Regions from separate parts of the Mus musculus genome. Here region 1 is linked to region 2. The links are chromatin contacts, called in public Hi-C maps. All regions are on one chromosome and are shown on one strand. The core of a region is the stretch at or near the end of the contact, and the rest is flanking DNA. Distances in the headings are between cores, read along the strand shown.

What was found. Hi-C and Micro-C count contacts between places; a contact is called where the count stands out from the background.
Region 1: a contact with region 2 is called in a Hi-C map of epiblasts, with 11 times the contacts expected there. The contact joins the promoter of Pax7 here to the promoter of Runx3 in region 2. A contact is called at or near these places in 3 of 484 Hi-C or Micro-C datasets (cerebellum, embryonic stem cells and epiblasts).

Annotation. Positions count from the first base shown.
Region 1 is chr4:139,829,085-139,834,499 of GRCm38.p6, reverse strand. It overlaps Pax7 (paired box 7), which reads left to right and starts at 1,532. Exons shown (of 9, transcript NM_011039.2): 1 at 1,532-1,673; 2 at 4,127-4,362; 3 at 4,874-5,003. The coding sequence starts at 1,589. Gm46873 (a long non-coding RNA gene) reads right to left here and starts at 1,032. Exons shown (of 3, transcript XR_001784470.2): 1 at 946-1,032.
Region 2 is chr4:135,148,834-135,154,016 of GRCm38.p6, reverse strand. Runx3 (runt related transcription factor 3) reads right to left here and starts at 1,472. Exons shown (of 5, transcript NM_001369050.1): 1 at 961-1,472. The coding sequence starts at 1,245.

The DNA.
Region 1 (5,415 bases), core at 283-2,782, 4.7 Mb before region 2:
GAGAGAGAGAGAGAGAGAGAGAGAGAGAGCGCAACTAATTGGGCCACCACCTCCCCAGCCCTCCAGTGGAGGAGTAGAGTTGGTGGTACCCAGCTTTATCTGTCTGTCTCCCACTCATCTCCCATCTGACTCCCAGATCCCTAGCCTTGCTGATGTCGCCTCCAGGACATTCTGAGTCCACTAGAAAGGGCTCCAAGGTGGTGGCCTAGGAGCTGGAGGAGGAGCTGGAGAGGTTATTCCCCAGGGTTTGGCAGACTCGGATTTGCCAGCATCTCTGGGGATGTATATTTTGCTGCGTTTCTCCGAGCTGCAGGAGGCCAGGCCAGGCCAGGCGCAAGCAGTAAAGCCCTGACAGGTATCAGCGAAGTCAAAATTCTTCCGGGGATGTCACCCTACTCTGTTCCGCCCAGGGAGGGAGTAGTTGTCAAGGAATGTTCAGAGCTAGTGAACTAAAAAGAGAAGGGACACGTGCGGTGGACCCTAGTCCAGGAGGCCAGAGATAGCCGGAGCGGACAGAGAAGATCCCAGCCCAAGGCCGGCTTTCCTACACAGCGGGCAGACAGCTGAAAGCCGTCCGGAGCACAGACCTGCCAGCACATCTCTGGACAACACTTAAAAGAAGTTACCCTCTCCCTCCCTCAGAGCACCCCCAGCCCACGCCATCCCTGGACTCAGAGTTTCAAATTATCTCCCTCCCCCGCGACCCCCTGAGGAAAAAAAGAAAGAAAGAAAAAGAAAAAAAAAGAACGAGGTCGAGTTGGAGATTAAAAAGGAAGGGGAAAAAATACTCGTTGGAGACTTCTTTTCGTTATCGGTCCCCTCTCCCTCCCGAACTGGCCCCCTTTCCTGCTCATGAATAAAAGAAAAGTCCGAACCTATCAGATCTCTCTGGCTGCAGCCTGCTCCCTCCCCTTCCCTGCCGTTGAGCACTTTTGCACAACTTACCCAGCTGATCGCTCGCGCCCCCTCGCTTTTCCTCTTGTGTTCCCCAACCCTGTCGCTCGGGTCACCTCCCCTCCAGTCCGAAACCCGAGCAGGAGCGCGTCCCCGTTCCAGTCCTCCGGGGGACAGGGTGTGAGGGCCAGCAGAAAGAGGCGCTGAGAGGAGGGATCGAGGGGAGGAGGGAGTCCGAGCCAGAGAATAAATATATAAATAAAGACCCAAAGAAAGCCACTCCGCAACCTCTGGGCTCAGGAACTTCGGCCGGGAGCGCGGGAGCGGGTGGCCCGCAAGGCGCAGCTGGGGACAGGGAGCCCGGCCTGCTCGGCCCACGGCAGCCGGTGTCATTCGGCTTAACTTCTGGCCGAGCCCGGCGGGTGGAGGCGGACTTGGGGTTGGAGTGTTTGTTTGTTTGAACTTCCTTGTCGCCACCTTCCACTCCTCCCGCCCCCACCTCACCCCCCCCCGCGCCCAGCTTCTGGAAGGGGCGCGTCTGCAACCGGGTGGGGGGGGGTGCAGAAGGGAGGGGGAAGAGGCTAGTGGGGGGGGGAGGGAAGAAGAGGAGAGGAGGATCGCAGCAGGGGTGAAAGGAAGAGACGCCAAGAGGTTTATCCAGCCGACTCTGGATTCGTCTCCAGCGTGCGCAGGAATGGCGGCGCTGCCCGGCGCGGTCCCCAGGATGATGAGACCCGGCCCGGGGCAGAACTACCCGCGCACCGGCTTCCCCCTGGAAGGTAAGAGAGCGCGCAGGAGGCCTTTACAGGGTCCCCCGGAGGACCTCGGAGATGGCACCCTCCAGGGGAGCGAGCAGCGGGGCTTCCTGGGCTCTGCTGGGTCCCAGTCTCCGCGTGGGACACGGGAAGTTTCTAGAGCGGACACTTGTCAGTTTCTGCGTGGACTCCGCTGACCCTCGGCCCGCGCTCCGTGGGTCACCGGCTGCCGGCCTTTCGCCGCAGGATGCGACTCCCCGGGGAATTCGCATCTGGTCCGTTTTGCGCTCCGGTAAATTCCAGGGTTTCCCACTCTTCTCTGACACAACAGAGTTCCCGGGTCTCTGCGCAGCGCCGCCGGCTTTCTTCCCTAGTTTTGAATTGGTCCCTCAAAGTCGGGATGGGGTCCCTCCAACCCCTTTTATTTCGAAATACCAACAAGCGACACTCTATTTCCACTCCACCAGACCGTCCGCTTCCTCCCAAGCAACTTACTAACTGGCTTTTTTTTTTCCCGGCCCCGACACAAACTAATTAAAAACAATGCATAGTGCCTTATTTCCCGCAAAAACAAAAACAAAAAAATTAAAAACATAACTTTTCCCTACGTCTTTCTAAAGTCTGCAAATGTCCCGGGAAAGAAACTCAAGACCAAAAGAGGGTACAGCAATCCAGGGGACTGTTTTGAGTCTCTAGCCACTCGGGGATGCAGAGGGGACCGGCCGGCGGCGATCGGCCGGGAGAGGAGAAAGGGCCCCTTTGCGCGCCCCCTCCCTTTTCTATTTAAACCTATGGAAGGCTTTCAGCCAGTCACCGAAGGGTCTTCTAGTTTCCTCGGCTCAGACAGCCCATGGTGTCTCAGGAGCAGTTAGAAACGGCGTGCCAATTTTATTTTTTAGCCGCCCCTCTTGTCATTGTGTGGGCCCCACTTGTGGGTGCGGGAGGATGGGGAGAGAAGGCGAGAAGGGGCGGTCTGGCAGCCGGCGATCTAGGGAGGGAGCCCCCTCCCTCGGGCAGCGAGAAGCCGCCGGGTCCCCGAATTAGACAGAGGCGAAGAGAGCGGGCTGCGTGATCAAGTGCGCGCGAGCGGCCACGCAGGCGGGAGAGCGCGGCAGCCGGGGATTTGCCGGAGTCCTCTCCTGGAACGAATGCAAGCAAAACAGGCGGCTAAGGACGCGCAAAGGATTAGGACAATATTTGCCCAACATGACGCAGAATACTGAGGAGAGCCGAGTGCCGGTCGCTAAAGAGGCTCTTGAATATAAAGTTGGGCGTTCGAGAGCTCTCCAGCGCTAATGGCGTACCCCGCCACGGAGACCGAGGGACTCTGGCTCGGCGACGCACGATTTCTGATTAAATCTGAGAGTGGTTTCAGATACCTACTTTTACAAAGAAAAATTGGTGAAGGAGGGGGGAGCGGGAAAGTAAAGAGGGGGCGGTAGGAACAGCTCAGCAGACCGAGCCTCTTCTAGCCTCCCCCTTTCCAATTATTCCGTCTGCTTCCTCCGCTCGGGCCGCTGTGAAATCGTTGTAATCTTCTAGATCTCTGTAGCCGCGAGTCCCCAAATTGGGGGGATCGAGGCTGGATTAGTGCACCGGGTGTCCCCCGAACCTTCTGTAAGAAAATTGTGTAGACTTTGCATTAAGGCCTACCTAAGTTCTCCCTTCCCCAGAACACACTAGGTATGCCTATCTTCCTGATGCACGCGCGCGCGCGTGCACAAACACACACACACACACACACACACACACACACACAAGTGGCCCATCTTAGTTGCAGCAAAGACTGCTGGGACAATTACTGCATTTCTGAGACCAAGTTGGGGTATTTTGGAGCTTGTGATCATCGTGGAGTGTGCCCTCGATTTGCCCCCCCAACGAAATGAGAACTTTAAGGGTGTTTTAAAAAGCCTGGGAATCTGCTAAGGGACGGTTTGTGTTCCCAGACGCTACACAGACAGCTTTATATCCCCAGTCCTTAAGCTGTGCAGACTCCCGCTGCCACAGTCCTGGGTGCTCAAGCCAGAGCTAGAAATGTTGGGAGTCAAATAGCCTCTTAACCTAACTGATCCAATAGTTCAGTCCTAATGGCCAGAGGTGTAGGACTGACCTGGTGGGCCACATCGCCCTGGCTGTCAGCCTCTACCAGAGGCAACAAACAGGCCTGTGACCCCCAAGCTAGCGGCCCAGAACCATTTGCAGCTGCTCTTAGGATCTCTAGTCTCCACTAGGCTCCACTCTGTCCTTCCTGCCATTTACATCACCCAAAGGTGTATCCTCATTTCCTGCAGTGTAGAGGGACTTTGGGGGGGGGGACAAACAATCCAAGTCCCAGAAGCCAGGACTCTTTCTCCTTGTAAGAGCCTCCCAGGGCTTCAAGTAGACCTTGGAGATCAGCTGTTAGGAGTCTTGGGTTCTCCTCCCCCACACTAACTGCATTCTGTCCTGTACTCACTATTTTCCCTCCCTCCCCACAGTGTCCACCCCTCTTGGCCAAGGCCGGGTCAATCAGCTTGGTGGGGTCTTCATCAACGGTCGACCCCTGCCGAACCACATCCGTCACAAGATAGTGGAAATGGCCCACCATGGCATCCGGCCCTGCGTCATCTCCCGTCAGCTCCGTGTTTCCCATGGTTGTGTCTCCAAGATTCTGTGCCGATATCAGGAGACTGGGTCCATCCGGCCCGGGGCTATCGGAGGCAGCAAGCCCAGAGTGAGTGTCTTTGCCTCTAAGGCTGGCAGCAGGCCTTCTCTAGTACACAGACCTTGATTGTCACCTCTCTCAATATCCCGTGTCACCTAGCAGCCCTAGTTGTCTGGAAGCTTCCCACGGAAGCTTTTCCTTAGCTCTGAGATACAGTCCCTATTATTTGAAAATTTGAAGGATCGGTTAGCTGAGCTCTAGATTGTCTAAGACTTTGAAGCTTCACTGGAATGTCCCTACATCTGCATCTCCACCTTAGCCACCTTTGGCATTGCCTGAGATGATGGGGGGCCGGTGGAGGAACCACAGGGTTACGGATTGTATTTTATTTTATTTCTTATTGCTGCCCCCACTGATGTCATTCTGGGAACCTTGAAAACCCAAAACCCATCTTAGGAGGAAGGGAGTGGCCACCGGAGAGGCCAGCCTGGCTGGAAGCTTTTGGGAGGTTGATACTAAAACTATTTTCCTTCTCCCATCCCATCTCTCTGTCCCTGCTCTCCCACCTCCACCTCTGAAGCAGGTGGCGACTCCGGATGTGGAGAAAAAGATTGAGGAGTATAAGAGAGAGAACCCCGGGATGTTCAGCTGGGAAATCCGGGACCGGCTGCTGAAGGACGGTCACTGCGACCGAAGCACGGTGCCCTCAGGTGAGAAGGTAGCTGAGCCAGTGGTGGAGCTGGCCAGGCACCTCGATGGAGATTCAGAGGGTAGGCCTGGGGGTGGGGTGTGGACAGAGAAAAGGGATGAGAGGGTGACAGGCATCTGGGGGATACAGGCTTATCAGTGAAGCAAAATCCAGAAGGATGGAAGGGAGAGGGGAAGAGAAAGTTGGAAAGGGAGAGGTTCGGAAGAAGGAACAGAGGTGGGAAGAAAAGGAGAGAGGAAGGGAGGTGGGGGATGCTAAGGAAGTTAACCTTGAAGGTGAGGTTCTCTTGAGCTTTGGGGAAAGCGATCTCGAGAAAGAAAGACCTGCCCCAGGAGAGCTGGTGCACCTGGGCTCCCATCCCCTTAGTCTGAATCGAGGTCTTCAGACCACACTGTGGTGGTGGTGGTGGTGGG
Region 2 (5,183 bases), core at 223-2,722:
ATCGTTGAAAAATAAATTCTCTGAACGACTCTGGGGCTACCAGGATGGAGGCATTCCCCAAGTCTCTGCCTATCTTTCGGGATGCAGACTTATGCCGGAGGCAGCCCTTTAGAACCGGCCTACGGTCGCCCTGTGCAACACTTCAGCCGCTGAGGTTGAGAGTGTGGGAAGGAAGTGTTTCTGCTGCAGAGCAGGAGGCGCGGTGCTAGGCCAGGCCCTCCTCGCCCTCTGTGCCCCACACCTCCCGGGTCCTCGCCCAGCTCCGGCGGTCCTCATCCCAGTTACCGGTTAGACTGTGCCAAAGAATCTGGGAGCCCCAGTCCTCCGGTTTCCATGCCACTATACTCTGCAGGGCCCCGTGAAGGCCAGGTGGAACGGGGTATGGCTCCTCCAGGCTGTCTGTGCCACCGAGAAGGAGCGCCCCAAGTGTCCGTGTCCTCCGGCAGAGAGGCCGCGGTGTACCGTTCCCAACGGGAGGTCTGGGGTTCTGACTCTTGGAATAGGAACGGCAGAAGAACTCCCCACGCCCAGTTCTCCTGGACGTCCTCCTGGTACCTTCCCTGACTGATGTAACCATATTTCTCTCTGGACCCGGGCTCGGGCAGCGGGGACACCCAGGTTCCTCTCATGTTCTGTCGGGCCTGGGCTCCTGCAGCGTGGGTGACCAGGCACCCCTATGTCCTGCTAGCCGGGTGACCCCCTTTTCTTCCACCACGGTACCTCCCATGTTCTCTGGGGTCTGGGCTCTTATTGCGGATCGCCTGGAGTCCAGCGGGGGTCCTTCCGGGAGTGGCATCCTGCAGTAGGGGCGCCCGGGTACCCCGGTGTCTTGCCAGCTGGGTGACATCCCCTTTCATGTCCTACTTCTAGGTGCTCCCCAAGTCCTCCCCGGTATGGGCTCCTGCAAATGGGGGCGCCCAGGTTCCCCGGTGTCCTCCCGGCTCGGGCCCCTGCACTCACCTTGAAGGCGACCGGCAGCGTCTTGTTGCAGCGCCAGTGCGAGGGCAGCACGGAGCAGAGGAAGTTGGGGCTGTCGGTGCGCACGAGCTCTCCCGCGTGGTCGGCCAGCACGTCCACCATCGAGCGCACTTCGGGCCGGGTGCGGCCGCCGGGGCCCGCGGTTGCCTGCGCGCTTAGCGCGCCGCTGTTCTCGCCCATCTTGCCGCCGCCGCCGCCGCCGCAGGGGAAGGCCGTGGAGGGGGGAGTGAAGCGGCGGCTGGTGCTCGGGTCTACGGGAATACGCATGCCGCGGCCGTCAGGGCGCGGGCGGCCGCAGCCGCGGGAAGCGGGAGGCGGGAAGGCGGCGGCTCGGGGCCCGGCCAGCGTGGGGGGTGGGGGGAGGGGCGGCGCCGGGGGAGGGGGTGCGCCCCGACGGTCGGCCGCGCGCCCGCTAGTCCCGCATCCGGCGCGCGCGGCCGCCCCACGGACTCGGCGGCCGCGGCCCCAGCCCGGATCCTAGAGAATCAAGTGGCGGCGACGCGGCCGCCCGCGCGGGGTTAGTACCCCGGGCCTCGGGGCGGGGCCGTGCGAGCGACGCGGGGCGCAGCCAATCGCAGCCCCCAGGCTCGGGGTTCGCCGTGGAGGACCCGGTGGCTCGGGCCCGCGCGAGCCAAGCAGGGGCCAGGCTCCGCCCCAGAGGGTCTAGACACCCGCGTCCCGGTAGCCGCGCGGGGAGCCGCGGTCCCCGGAGTCAGGAGCGGCCGCTGCGACCTGGGCAGACATCGGGTTTCCAGCCTCCTGGCTGCGGCTCGCTTCCCCTCCCTCGAGTCGCAGCCTGGCTGCTTCAGCTCTGGCCACCGCAGCCCGGAACCTGCACCCTCAGCTGGTTGCCGCGGTGACACCCAAGACGGTTTTCTCATTCCCTCCACTCCACAAACGATTTTGACCCTAGAGCTTCCACCCCACGAGGGAGTCCACAGCTCCGCGCGGCCTTGGCTCTCGTCTCTGTGGCTTCTGTGTCAACCTTCGAGGCAGACAGAATAGGGGTTGCCACAGGGACCAACAGTGGGGTGGGGACAACCACACGGCTCCTGTCCACTCAAAACTAATTTCAGGATCGCGCAGGCCTCGTGGAGTTGTCCTCTGTCTTGGCAGCTCATGGGTCTTTGAAAACTACAATGGGGCCTACAACAGTGTGCTTTTTTGGAACATTCCATGCTACACCATACGCATGCAACCACCGTCCGTCTAGTGGAAGTGGATGAGGGTCTGTGGCAGAAAGAAGTCTTAACGCTCAGACTGCTTTCTCCCCACGGATGGAAAGGGGTCCTCCTAGGGCCGGGCCATAGTCTTCTTGGCCCTAAAGCGCTGAGCCTACAGAGCTGTCAGGTGCCCTGTGGGAAATCGGCCCTGGGGTCTCTGTGTTCCTCATGCTCCGTGGCCCAGCAACTCCTGGACTTCACTAACAACAACTCTTTCCCGTCCCGTCTCCTAAGCCTGGCATGGGGGCACAGACACACAACTAGAGAGTCCACGGTCACCGGTCACCGAGGGCTGTGCTCTCCCCAACCCCGTGCACTCCTTGGACGGCAGCAACGAACGAATGCATGTGTTTCTCTCACTGCTTTGGAAATTCGACTGCATTTTCGTTGCCAGCGACAGTGAATCTGTCTGCAACTACCAATACAAGCCCCAGAAGCGACACGATTTAGGATCCGATGGCGACAGAGGCATCAAGACCTCATCCTGGCTCTGACCTCAGCTTAGAACACTCCATTTTGTCAAAAAACGAAATCAGGCGCTGTGTGTACAACAGCGGGGTACTAGGTATGTCCTGAGTCTAACGAGTGCCAGGAGAATTGTATTCTGCCCCTCTCTGGGCCTTATGCCAGCGCCTCAAGCCACCAGGGAAGCAAGGACAGTGAAGGTCCCTTACTGGAACTTTTTGAGAACCTATGATTCGGAGTTGACCATCACTAGGCCTTGGGCCGCCATGGAAACAGCCTCTGGACCAGAGGGGATCTAGGAAGCCTGGCCCTGAGCATGGGCCCTCAGGGGGCTCCCCTGGAAAGGGAGCACCGCTAGTCACCAGGTAGGACCCAGACCGAGTCGTCTATTCTGCCCTCGAGCGATTGTGGGCCGTGACTGGCAGCCTCTGCGATGCGATGCATAAATTCGATTTCTTGAGTGATTCCAGTTTGCATCTGCCCCATACTAGTCCCTCCGCCTGATTTCTCTTTCTGATCTTACAACAAATTAATAACCGGGTCTCCGGAAAGTGGGGCTACAGGAATGACCCAACATCTGACCCTGGGCCCGGACTCAGCTATAACCCTCGGAAGACGCGGGCACCAGATCCAAGGGTTGGGGAAGTGCTGGCCTTCAGTACGCAGCCTGAGGTCGCAGGTGAAGGGTCGCCCGGGCTGAAGCAGTGTCGTGAACCGCCCACTAGTTGGCGCTGGCGCCTTGCTGGCTGCTCAGTTGCCCCCACCAGACTCAGAGCACAGACTTGCGCCTGCAGCAGGGGCAGCACGGGCAGCACGGGTTTTCCAAGCCACGGAGCGTTGGGGAAGAGCTACTTTCTGGAGAGTGCGCGCCTGATTTCTCTTTATACCAGTGGTCACATATCAGGTAAATGGATAGTGTGGTGTTAGGCCGAGGGTTGCCTGCCCGGGTTCTCACAAAGAGATACGGTTCTTTGGAGTCCCAGATACCGAAGGGCCTGCAACCAGCAGAAGTCTCCCTTCAACAGAAAGGCGCCGCCCTGTTTCCCTACTTCTGTTCCTGAGCTCCGTTCTGAGGATAGGATAGAAGGCTCAGACTTTCATCCTTATACCTGTCTAGAACCAGACCAGTTTCCTTCTTTCTTCTCTGGACCGACAAACCTAGAACTATTTATGTATGGTCAAATTTTCAGACCAGGAGAGCTGCCACCAAACAGGACTCATCGCTCCCTCTCCCTTCCCCACCGTGCGTACATATGTTCCGTCTTTCTTTCTGTCCCACAGTCGGGCAACAGTCTGCCTTCTCTCAAATGCTCTCTTCTAAGAGCACCTCACTGTGTCCCCAACAGGGGACAGGAAGCAGAGATCAAAGCTCCTCTCTCACGTGTATGTCCATTGTAGGGTAAATTGGACCAGCCTGGGCCATCTACAGCAGGCTCTTATCCTGAGAGGACACCCCCGCCCTCCAAGCCACTAAGGCTTCTTGGCTGTGCAATGTTGCCTCTGTCTTTGAGGAAATGGACTGAGTGGGTCTCATTCCTTGGAAGTCAGGAGACAGGGAAGGGTAGGTTTCAGCACACTTGTTTCTGGCTCATCTCTGGTTAGTTCTTAAGTCTGCTTCCTCCATCCCTCTGGTCCAGGGACCCTGTGTCGAATATTCCTGAGCCTTCCTCTCAACTGTACAGGGGAGAACAGCTGAATCTGGGATCACGTGTGAAGTGCTTGGCACAGGACTGCTCCAGAAAGACGCTCTATCACGCCAACTGTCTTTGCCAAGTGTCACACCCTCACCTGTGAAACACTCATCTGGTGGTAGCTTTCACAGCGCTTTCTAGAACTCAGAACCTAGGACAGAGCTGTGGCCACCTTGCTCCTCCTTTCTCCTAGGCTGGCCTGAGGGCTACCTGCTGCCTACAGACTATCGGGTGCTTGCCTTTACATAGAGCTAGCACTGAAGGCAACTTTTGAGGGCCTTCTTGCTGTCAAGGCTCCAGACCTTCACTACTGCCCTCCCACAAGCAGCCCTGACCTAAGTAGAAAGTGACCATCACCATGGACACCACAGTCCTTTTCCTCTCCCCCAGAGGTGTCGGTTCCTTCTAGAAATGGAGTGTCTCCATTCTGGTCCCGGCACCCAGTGTGGATCCTGCCTACAGCTTAGTCTCTGGAACTCTCAGGGGACTTTCCTATGTTGAGGGACTTCTTTCTAACATTCTTTCTTGGGGAGGGGGAACTAGGGGTTCCTGCTGGCAGGAGAGGGGCAGTGAGCACTCCCTCCCCAAGGCTGAGAGAAAGTGAAAGCCATAAAATGCTGTTAGTAAACACAACTCTGTATCCTGTTTTCAGACGTGTGTAGTTACTTACACGGTATAAAATATTGAAATACAAAAGATGTCATGTACCCCGACTGAGCACACCTGCTGAACCCGTCAGAACCAGCGGTTGGTCAGAGTACTGTAACTAAATTGAGAAGCAATCTCTTGAGAGAGGTGGAGGCCCCATTTCAGAGGTTTCAACTCT